Linked DNA regions of Mus musculus: region 2 is linked to region 1. A link is a contact called in public promoter capture Hi-C data. All regions are on one chromosome and are shown on one strand. Each heading gives the region's core, a stretch centred on a gene start, on an enhancer-like site or on the middle of the called end of the contact. The rest is flanking DNA. Distances are from core to core; before and after follow the strand shown.

The links. Capture Hi-C pulls out chosen DNA fragments and counts their contacts.
Region 2: a promoter capture Hi-C map of pancreatic islet shows a contact between it and region 1. The contact joins the promoter of Evi5 here to the promoter of Ube2d2b in region 1. A contact is called at or near these places in 2 of 39 promoter capture datasets (3T3-L1-derived adipocytes and macrophages), 1 of 15 datasets of contacts at CTCF or cohesin (CD8 T cells), 8 of 484 Hi-C or Micro-C datasets (the AML12 cell line, double positive thymocytes, granulosa cells and 3 more), 10 of 115 datasets of contacts at active chromatin or transcription factors (CD8 T cells, the SCID.adh cell line, bone marrow-derived macrophages and 5 more) and 4 of 9 other capture datasets (adipose tissue, liver, macrophages and 1 more).

The regions. Positions count from the first base shown.
Region 1 is chr5:107,827,768-107,832,257 of GRCm38.p6, forward strand. It overlaps Ube2d2b (ubiquitin-conjugating enzyme E2D 2B), which reads left to right and starts at 2,395. Exons shown (of 1, transcript NM_001276397.1): 1 at 2,395-4,010. The coding sequence starts at 2,718. The coding sequence ends at 3,161. The region is part of intron 2 of Evi5 (ecotropic viral integration site 5); the gene reads right to left.
Region 2 is chr5:107,865,644-107,870,803 of GRCm38.p6, forward strand. It overlaps Evi5 (ecotropic viral integration site 5), which reads right to left and starts at 3,405. Exons shown (of 20, transcript NM_001378824.1): 1 at 3,148-3,405.

The sequences.
Region 1 (4,490 bases), core at 1,145-3,644:
AAAACATTAAAGAAAGAAATTGAAAAGATTATCAAGTGATCAAGCGATGGTGAGATCGCCAACATTCATTCATCGGTAGGATTAATATAGTGAAGATGGCCATCCTACCAAATGCAAATCTACAGATTCAATGCAATCCCCATCGAAATTGCAACATAATTCTTTACAGAAATTGAAAAAAAAATTTTGACCTTCACAGGGAAACAGAGAGAGAGAGAGAGAGAGAGAGAGAGAGAGAGATCCTGAATAAAAAAAGGACTGGTGAAGGTATCACCATTCCAGAGTTCTAGTTGTAATATACTAATAGTGATAAAAACATACACAATGAACAATGGAATCAAGTTGAAGACCCAAATATAAGTCCACACACCTATGGATACCCAATTCTTGCATACAGAAGAAAAGACAGCATCTCCAACAAATGGTGCTGGTCAAACCAGATGGCTGTATATAATATAGAAGAAAGCAAACATTCTATATCTAGTGCCCTGCACAAAACCAGAGACAGTGGGGACTGGGGCTGGGGGAACTGGAACAAAAGGATTAAAAAGGAAAGAGATGAGTGGAACCAGGGAGGGAATACTGAAAAGGGACACCTAACACCAAGGGCCATTTGCAAGGTCATATGGAAACCTATTCCTGTAGGAGCTACTTAAAATATATACATATGCAAAAGAAATCTAAATGGTGAGCCCCAACTAGACAACTTACACCATCAAATCAAACTTCCATAATTTGAATCATAAGATGAATGAGTTACATCTAGTTGATGTATTCTCACAAATAGTGACCTGCCTGCATAGAATGCTAGTATAATAGTAGTACCAATACTGTGGGTAACCAGCCACTTTAGGATTGGATTGAAGACCCACTCCACATGATGGAACCCATGCTTGACACTGCTCAGGTAGCCAAGAACCTGAGATTAGATAGGCCATGGGCCTAGGAGAAAACCAAACACTATTGTCCTGCTAAAGTAACATAGCAACAAAAAAGACTCCTAACAACATTCTGCTATACACACAGATCAGTGTCTCAGCCATTATTAGAGAGGCTTCCCCTTACAGCAGATGGGAACTAACACAAAGACCTACAGCCGGATAATGTGCCGAGACTGAGAGGTAATGGAACACTCAGTCCTAAGTGGGATGTCTTACTTAAACCCCTCCACTCAGAAATCAGAGAGCTGTGCAGAGGTGGCAGCAGAAAGACTGTAAGAGCCACAGGGGATGGACGACACCAGGGAAACAAGGCCTTTTAGACACAGCAGGACTGATGCACATAAAAACTCAGACACTGTGGCATTAAACACAGAGCCCTTACCAGTCCTGGTCAGATGGGCTCCCACTCCTGAGAGGGGTGAGGGGACAGGAGGTCTACCCCTAACCTAGAAGCCATCTCTACTGGAACCTAACTGGGTATATAAACCACACTTGAGGGTAGGGCCCAGGCCGCCCAGCAGATGGTCAATACAAAACTAACAATTGTGGTTTTACAGTGTTGTAGGTTTTTTGGGTTTTTTTTAGGGGGGATCTCTTACTGCTTTGTTTGGGCCTTTTTTATTTTAATGTTATTGGTCATTTGCTTGTGTATTATGTGATTCAATTTTGTGTTAGTATGGGGTTTATTTTTATATTTGTGTTTCTTGTGCTTTTTAGTTTTGCTATTATTTGTTCTGCTTTGTTTTTCCTTTTTTACTTGTTTCCTAAAGTAAAAAAGAGAGTGTAAAATTAGGACTAGAAATGAATATGGAGAGCTCCCTTTTATTTCTGTAAGCTTTCCAAAATGTGTTTAAAAATATGAATTACTTAGTGAAAGGTTATTTTCAGCAACCTTTGTAAAAAGAAGAGATATATAGCTGCTTTCTCAAGTGTCTTGTATATTCTAGAAAATTTTAGAATGCTCATCTCAGAAGTTCTAATTACAAAAATTAAAATTCTCTTAAAAAATTAAAAAATAGGGCCGGGTGGTGGCGCACGCCTTTAATCCCAGCACTCTGGAGGCAGAGGCAGGCGGATTTCTGAGTTCGAGGCCAGCCTGGTCTACAAAGTGAACTCCAGGACAGCCAGGCTATACAGAGAAACCCTGTCTCCAAAAAAAAAAAAAAAAAAAAAAACTTCCTTTTGTCTGAGATTTGAAACATTGTGGAATACTTGACACATCAAGTCTCTTCCCAGTGAACTGCAGTCGTCAGAGGTTTGTTCAAAGTGAGCCAAAGCTAAGATTTGGTAACCTAGTGACAGCTGCCCTCAAGACATCATAGCACAACCTATTATGAGTTCGTGATGATGGTCATGTTACAAACAAACAAACAAAAGAGCCTACTACGCTGCCAATCCCATCATCCCTGACCAACTGTCACCCTCCCGAGCTGCGCAAGCTGCGTCGGTCTGTGATACCGCTACTGGCACGAGCCCTGGGCAGAGGGTCCGGCGGAGGGATCCGCAGAGGCTAAGGTCTCAGAAGAAGAGTCAGCTACTGCGGCAGCACAAAAAAGGCGGCTACAGGGTGATGCGACAACCGATGTGAAGACAGATACAGTGCCCACGGTGGCTGGCCCGGAAGCTGAGTGGGCCTCGGCCCTCAGCGCATTCTGCCAGGGCCAGGCCAGAACTGCCTGCCTCCTCTTCTGCGGCTGATCCAAAACCAGCAAGGCAGCCCCAGGCCCTCGGTGCCTGCCTCCTTCCACCTGGGGCCTACCAAGACAGCCTTCCACCATGGCTCTGAAGAGAATCCACAAGGAACTGAACGACCTGGCCCAGGATCCCCCAGCACAGTGTTCAGCAGGTCCTGTCGGGGAAGATATGTTTCACTGGCAAGCTACAATCATGGGGCCAAATGATAGTCCCTATCAGGGCGGAGCATTTTTCTTGACAATTGATTTCCCAACAGAGTACCCCTTCAAACCACCTAAGGTTGAATTTACAACAAGAATTTATCATCCAAATGTTAACAGTAACGGCAGTATTTGTCTTGATATTCTTCGGTCACAGTGGTCTCCAGCACTAACTATTTCCAAAGTACTTTTGTCCATCAGTTCTCTGTTGTGTGACCCCAATCCAGATGATCCCTTAGTGCCTGAGATTGCTCAGATCTACAAAACAGATAGAGACAAGTACAACAGAACAGCTCGGGAATGGACTCAGAAATATGCGATGTGACTAAAGAGAATACTGGATATCCTCTACAAATAAAAGCTAGGGGAACTCTGAAAGAGAAGTTCTTTTGATTCCCACCGGACTGTTTCCCATGAACCCACGCCCACGCTGTACCTGCCTCATCCTCCCTGGTGCACCGTCTTCACCTGATACAGTACCGCTGCATGTTGCACGCACCAGAAATACTGTACCAACACTGTCTCCTAGCAGACGAGCGTTCTCCAGGCATAACCTGGATGTGAGATTAAAAGTTTTCCTTATTGACTTAAATCTGGATAACCACAAGGTGTGAGGGTGGTGGGTACACAATACTGCTCAGAAGGGGTAAAGGTCCCCCAATCTATAAGAGACAATGAGATTGCTTTTAAGTGGAAGCCATTTAAATTTAAATTTTTTTAATTTATAAAAAGCTAGGTGAAGAACATGAACGTTTCTGTACTCATTTTATTCCAAAAGACCTAGAACTTAAATGGACATTAAAGTCACCCAGATTAAGCCAAAACCTACATTTTGTATTTTAAAGTCTAACTGGTCAACAAAAATAGATTGGCGCTATGGGCCCATAAAGTGTGACTGGCTTTGTTCCCAAAATCTTTTATACCTCGATGACTCAACCTTCCTTCTTTCACACTTTCTCTCCATATTCTTTGGTTTATTTGTGGTTTCTTAGTTGACTCATCACTAATAGCTCTTTTTATTATATTAACTGCTTAATCCATTTTGATGTAAGGGTAAAAGTTTAATTTGATGAAAAAAACTTGTGTATGAAGACCCTATTGCTCTTCTGGAGCTTGTACATTCAAGAATGATTCATGTGTGTAATAAACCAATTATCCCAGCCATTTACATACATTTTGTGTGAACAGGCTCTTTTACTTTAGTGACTTGTGTAGTGGAAACTAGTGGGTTTCCCTCAGCCTTGTCATGCTTTCTTTAGATTGGTCACATTTTCAAATTAGAAAACAATTCCAGTTTATAGCTAAAAAGATACTTTAAGAGTAATTTTATTAAATAAGATAGAAACATAAGCTTAAAGGCATTTTCATGAAAGAATATCCAACCTCCCAGGAATAAAACTTAAGAAACTTGCTTTGTTAATAAAACTAAGCTGCATTTATTTTATCAAAACCTCCTGATGCTCCTAGGAACATACATAACCAAAAGAAGCATTACGTCAGTGAGTAAAGAAAAACAAGCATTACGTCAGTGAGTAAAGAGTACCAAACTCACAAAGAGCACAATCACACAGTAAAATGCCCACAGAACTACTTCGCACACTTCTTAAAGGATAGCCACACAATTTTAAATTGTGCTGTGTATGCAGCCTTTTCA
Region 2 (5,160 bases), core at 2,155-4,654, 39 kb after region 1:
GTCAGAAACTTGTATCTCCCAGCCTCAAGATTAGGATCACTGGTGAGCCTTCCAATTCTGGATTGTAGTTCATTCCAGATATCATCAAGCTGACAACCAGGAAAAGCCACTACAACCACTGAGCAGAAAATAGGTACACTGAATAACCAACGGTGCACAGAAGAACTCCCACTGCTCTGAGTCTGCATCAGGTATATATGGTGAAACCACAAAACCACATACTTAGTAGTGTGAATTTTACCCTATATAATAAATCAAGTTTTACAAGTAATACTGCATGGGTCCTATCCCGAGAGATACTGATGTATTCAGTCATGAATGACAAGGACATTATTTTAAAAGCTCTCCATGAGATTCTAAGATACAGCCAAAGCTAAGAACTTTTGCCTGAAACAGGCTTATAGGGTAAACCTGGACGTTAGTAGCTCCTATTTATAAACTCTGGTCTTCCCTCTGATTAACTGTCAGGCGCTCTTTCTTAACCATGAACAGAGAAACAAGAGACTGCCAGCCAGTCATGAGAAGACCCCCTACCAATCAAGCAGTAATACCAAGTTGAAAGTTAACTTGGAGGAAGCAAACTAAGCAAAGAAAACACAACTTAAAGAAGCTATCTTTACCTTCCAGAGACAGGCCGGGGAAAAAACAAGATATCCACACACAAAGCAAGATAAGAGATGAATGAGCAAATGAGAGAGGAGAGGAAGCTGAACCTTCAGGCTCACAAATGGGAATGAAGACCTATGGTTAAGGAAGCAACTATTTAGGGCCAATCACAAAAGCCCAGAAAGACTAAGGACCTGAATTACCCAAGGTCAGTGTTGAAGAGGCTAAGAGGGTCAGCCTGTATAAGGGTACAGCTAGGCTTTCTAGGACTCCATTCCTACCCTCTCATGACTTATTCCTGGAAACACTAACGTGGAGTAACTCCAGACCAAGCAGAGTGAAGTTCAAGGCTGAAAGCCAAGGGATTAAGCAGAAGTGTTTTTAGCCAACAGCAGCCACCCACTGCCCACTTCCTCTGCCCAGCTTTCAGAACACTGGCAGCCAGCTGTGTGTAACAGGTCCCCTTGTCCACAGGAGATACATCCCAAGACATCTAGTGCTCCCCAGAAGCTCCCAGAGCACCTTCCTCTGAAATTCATCAGTGTGGTTGTGCTGTGATGCTGAAATGCTATCACAAAACTATCACAACTCCTCCTTTATCCTTCCTCATGATTTTACAGACTGAAGATTGTTCTTAGCAACATCTACACCACACAACTTCTTTATTATTATTAAGTCAACAATAGTCACTTTCACTTCAAAGGAGCATTTTTTTTTTTACAGCCCCACTTTTGGCACATACAAAAGGAAGCACTCTTGCACTTAGGGCCATTATTAGTAAAATAAGGGACCCTTGAGCACAAGCTGGAGATGGCAAAGCAGTCCATCTGACAACCCCCCAATGGTTACTGAGTAACTAACTAGATATGCTGGACAAAGGAGTAATTAGCAGCCCACTTAATGTTCAGCTACTCCAAAAGGCATGTAACTTAAAACTAAGTGAGCTAATCTGTATCAAGTCCTCAGAAAGGGGCCTGCCCGAGAGTACCTAAATAAGTTCAATTTAAAGAAAAATTTAAGACTTCTAAGTTGTTTATTTCTGGAATTTTGCAGATACTGTCAGACCACTGATAAAAGAAACCTTGGAAAGTTAACACAGTTGCTCATGCAAGGATGTAGGTTCTGTCCCCAACAAAACAAAAGACAGAACTAAAAAAACAATAGAAAAGTAAAATAGCCAGGCGTACGCCTTTAATCCCAGCACTTGGGAGACAGAGGCAGGCGGATTTCTGAGTTCGAGGCCAGCCTGGTCTACAGAGTGAGTTCCAGGACAGCCAGGGCTACACAGAGAAACCCTGTCTCGAAAAACCAAACAAAAAAAAAGAAAAGTAAAATAACAAAAACCTAAGCATAATTCGTAAAAGAGGCATTTCACAAAAGATTAATACAAAAATGACTAATATTTTTAAACTCATTCACCAGGCAAAATAAAGTCACACACTGATAAAGTACCACCATCCAAATCGCAGCATTTTTTGAAGATGGTAAGCATCGTAAGTATGGAATAACTAGAGTTCTCAACCGTCTTGAGAAGGCCCAACAGAACCTAATGCCAGAAATTTTTAAAAAATAATCAACCAGAAATAGTGGCAATATACTGCAAGGAGGTCGACGGCAGGAGTACGGGGACAGCCTGGGCTACATAGCAAAACTCTGACCCAGAAAGAAAACCAAACAAAAAAAAAACAGCAATTCCACTCCTCCGAGGTATATATCCCAACCTAGTAATTTGTTGGTTTGTGTTGGTTCACTTAAAAATCATTACCTGAAAACTTAAAATTGTGATCTTTCTACTCCAGATAGGCTTGAATAAATTTTCTAAGATTTCCTTGACACAAACTTCTCATAGAAGGTGAGCATTTTCTATCTTACAGGAAGCAAAGTTCTGGAACACTGAGAAATTATTACTAATAAAATTTAAAACACACACACCAAAAAAAAAAAAAAAAAAAAAAACACCGCGCAAAGATTAAAAACTACCAACAGACCATGTTTCTCTAACTTCAGGAAGCTCTGGAATTCATTCTCTCGGCGGAGAAAGGTTTATTATTCTCCAAAGAAAACCGCTTGTTGCTCTTCAAAATCCCCTCCAGCAGAAACGGGACTGCGAGGGAACCGGTCCAGAACTTTTGCTTCGCTCTTTGGTGAAAAGACCTAAGGTCGGAGTCACCAGCGCAGGCGCCACCACCGCAAGCCAACCCACCGGAAACCCGCGGTTAATCTCAGGCTAGCCCCGTTAGGCGATGGGCAACCGGGTGCACAGGAGCTCCGTGCGCCGTCGCTCTGCACACCTGGCTCGCCCATCACCTGCCGGCAGCCGCCGCAGGCCGAATGGAGACGCCAACTTTCCGAGCAGGGCGCGGCGGACCGCCGTGTCCTCGAGGACGGGCCCCGAGGCCGCCCGGGCCAGGCGAGAGCGGGGAACGCAGGCCCCGGCGGGCTCGCGCCGCAAACTCGGCGGCGGCCCGGGTGGGCGGCGCGGCCCTCGGCGGCGCCCGCGCCCTCCCTCGCCGCAGCCCGGCCTGGCGCGGCGCCCCTCACCTTGGAAACCTGGGGTGGACTCCGCCGTCAACATGAACTTCCCATGCAGCCGGCGGCCGTGCCGCCGCCGCCTCCAAGCGCCTCGGCCCGGCTCGGCCTCCGCGGCCGCGTTCCCCGCGTGACCCGGCGCACGCCTCCTGCTCAGGAACCCGGAGCTGCCCGCGACCCTCCACCGTACCGCCGACGACTCGGGAGAACCCCGCGCAGCCCCACGCCCGCCAGCTCCGCCCGGCTCTGGTCGGGCCGCTTCACGAAAGCCCAGGGCGCAGGCGCGGCGAGGGCCTTAAAGAGCCCCGGCCGGCCTCTACGGCATAATGGGTTCGAGCAGGTTAGGGCCCCGGCCGCGCTGGCGAAGCCGAAGCAGAAGCCGAAGGGATTGGACCGAGAGGAACGGAGGCGGGGAGATCCCTCTCGGTCCTCCGCCCCTCTTCCCAAGCGCCCAGCCCTCGGCCATGCAAACTGCTGACTTCCCAGTCTCTCGAGCCGCCCCTGGCCAGTCAGGGAAGCACAAGACACGCCCCCTCGGAGCCCCCCGGGCGAGCATCCGCGCAGGCCTGGGGCGCGCACAGCGACGCGCAGCTTTGCGAGGGCTGCCCGGAGTCTCACTCCCAAAAACATAATATTAATCAAATGGCACTCGCGGTGGTAAAACAGGTCTTCCACTAATCCTCTAGAATAAACCGTGGGTTTTTTCGGAGTCCGGCAGAGGGTGGGCAATTATCCAACACCAACCAAGAAATTCTTAGAAGGAAATTACTTAGTTTGGGACAAAAACAGCCTATTCATTTGGGTCCTGTCAAAGGAATTGCAGGCAACAAAAAAAAAAAATAATAAAGGCAATATAAATCATTTTTGTTATATACTTGAAAGTGACCAAAAGGATAGTAATTACCATCAAGCAGTCAGAAAAGCTCTAAAATTGTTTACTAATATGATACCACTGGCTTTTACATTTAGATTTGTAAGACCTGTCCAGAAAAAGTTCCACTATCACAAGCACTTCTAGAAAAGACTATTTTTCAACAAGATTAGGATAAGAAATGGGAAGTAAAACCATGTCCTCCACCCAGCTTTGAAATTTTCAAAATAGTCTGAGGCAATTTTTTTTTTTTTTGCATAACTTAGGTCGGGTTATTAATGGCAATGTAACAACTTCATTGTACCAGGCAGTCTTGGCGCATGCCTTTGATCCCTGCACTTGAGTGACAGAAGCAAGCAGATCTCAGAGTTCAGGGCCAACCTGGTCTACAGAGTTTCAGGAGAGCCAAGGCAACACCACCCTGACTCAAAAAACAAACAAAAAACTTCATCATAATTTAATGTATCTACCCCATAGCAAAAGAAAAAAAAGTATAATGTACCTTTCCAATTTATCTGCAAATTCTTTGCTTTTATCTGCTAAAGTTTCCTTGAATCTCTCTCATCTCCTTCATCAGCAACCACCTTAGTTAAAATTACCCTGACCTGCAGATAGTGTAAGGACACTGACCTAGCCTATTTTATCCACATCCCCTCCTACCCTTCTCCAAATCTCAAACCACAAGAAGAATTTTTGTTCAAATACTGTACCATGTGACCTTGTTGCTGTTCAGTATCCCATTCTTTTGGGGAAAAAAAAATTACCCTAACCAAGCCCTCCAGGGCCAGGCACCTTGCCTACCTCTCCAGCTCCCCTCTCTGCTCAGACCATGTTCATCCTCTCCTTTCTCCAGCCACAATGACCCTTTCCTCCCTCACAAGAGTTTTTGCAAACTTCTAATACCTGGGAAGTTTTCCTGGCCTCACCTTCTTACCTGGGCCTTAGTCTCTGGGTCTGAGAAATGCCTCTTGAAAACCCGCCTATGTTAGTCCTGTCAATCCCTTTCCAGGACACTGTAATTATAGGACTCTTGGGAATTTTTTAATCTCTCACTAACATCTGGCCCCATAAGGCCGGGAGCTTTGTCGTTTGAGGTTTGAGGAATTCGAGAATCATAGGTGCCTGATTCAAACGATGACGAATGGCACAAAGGT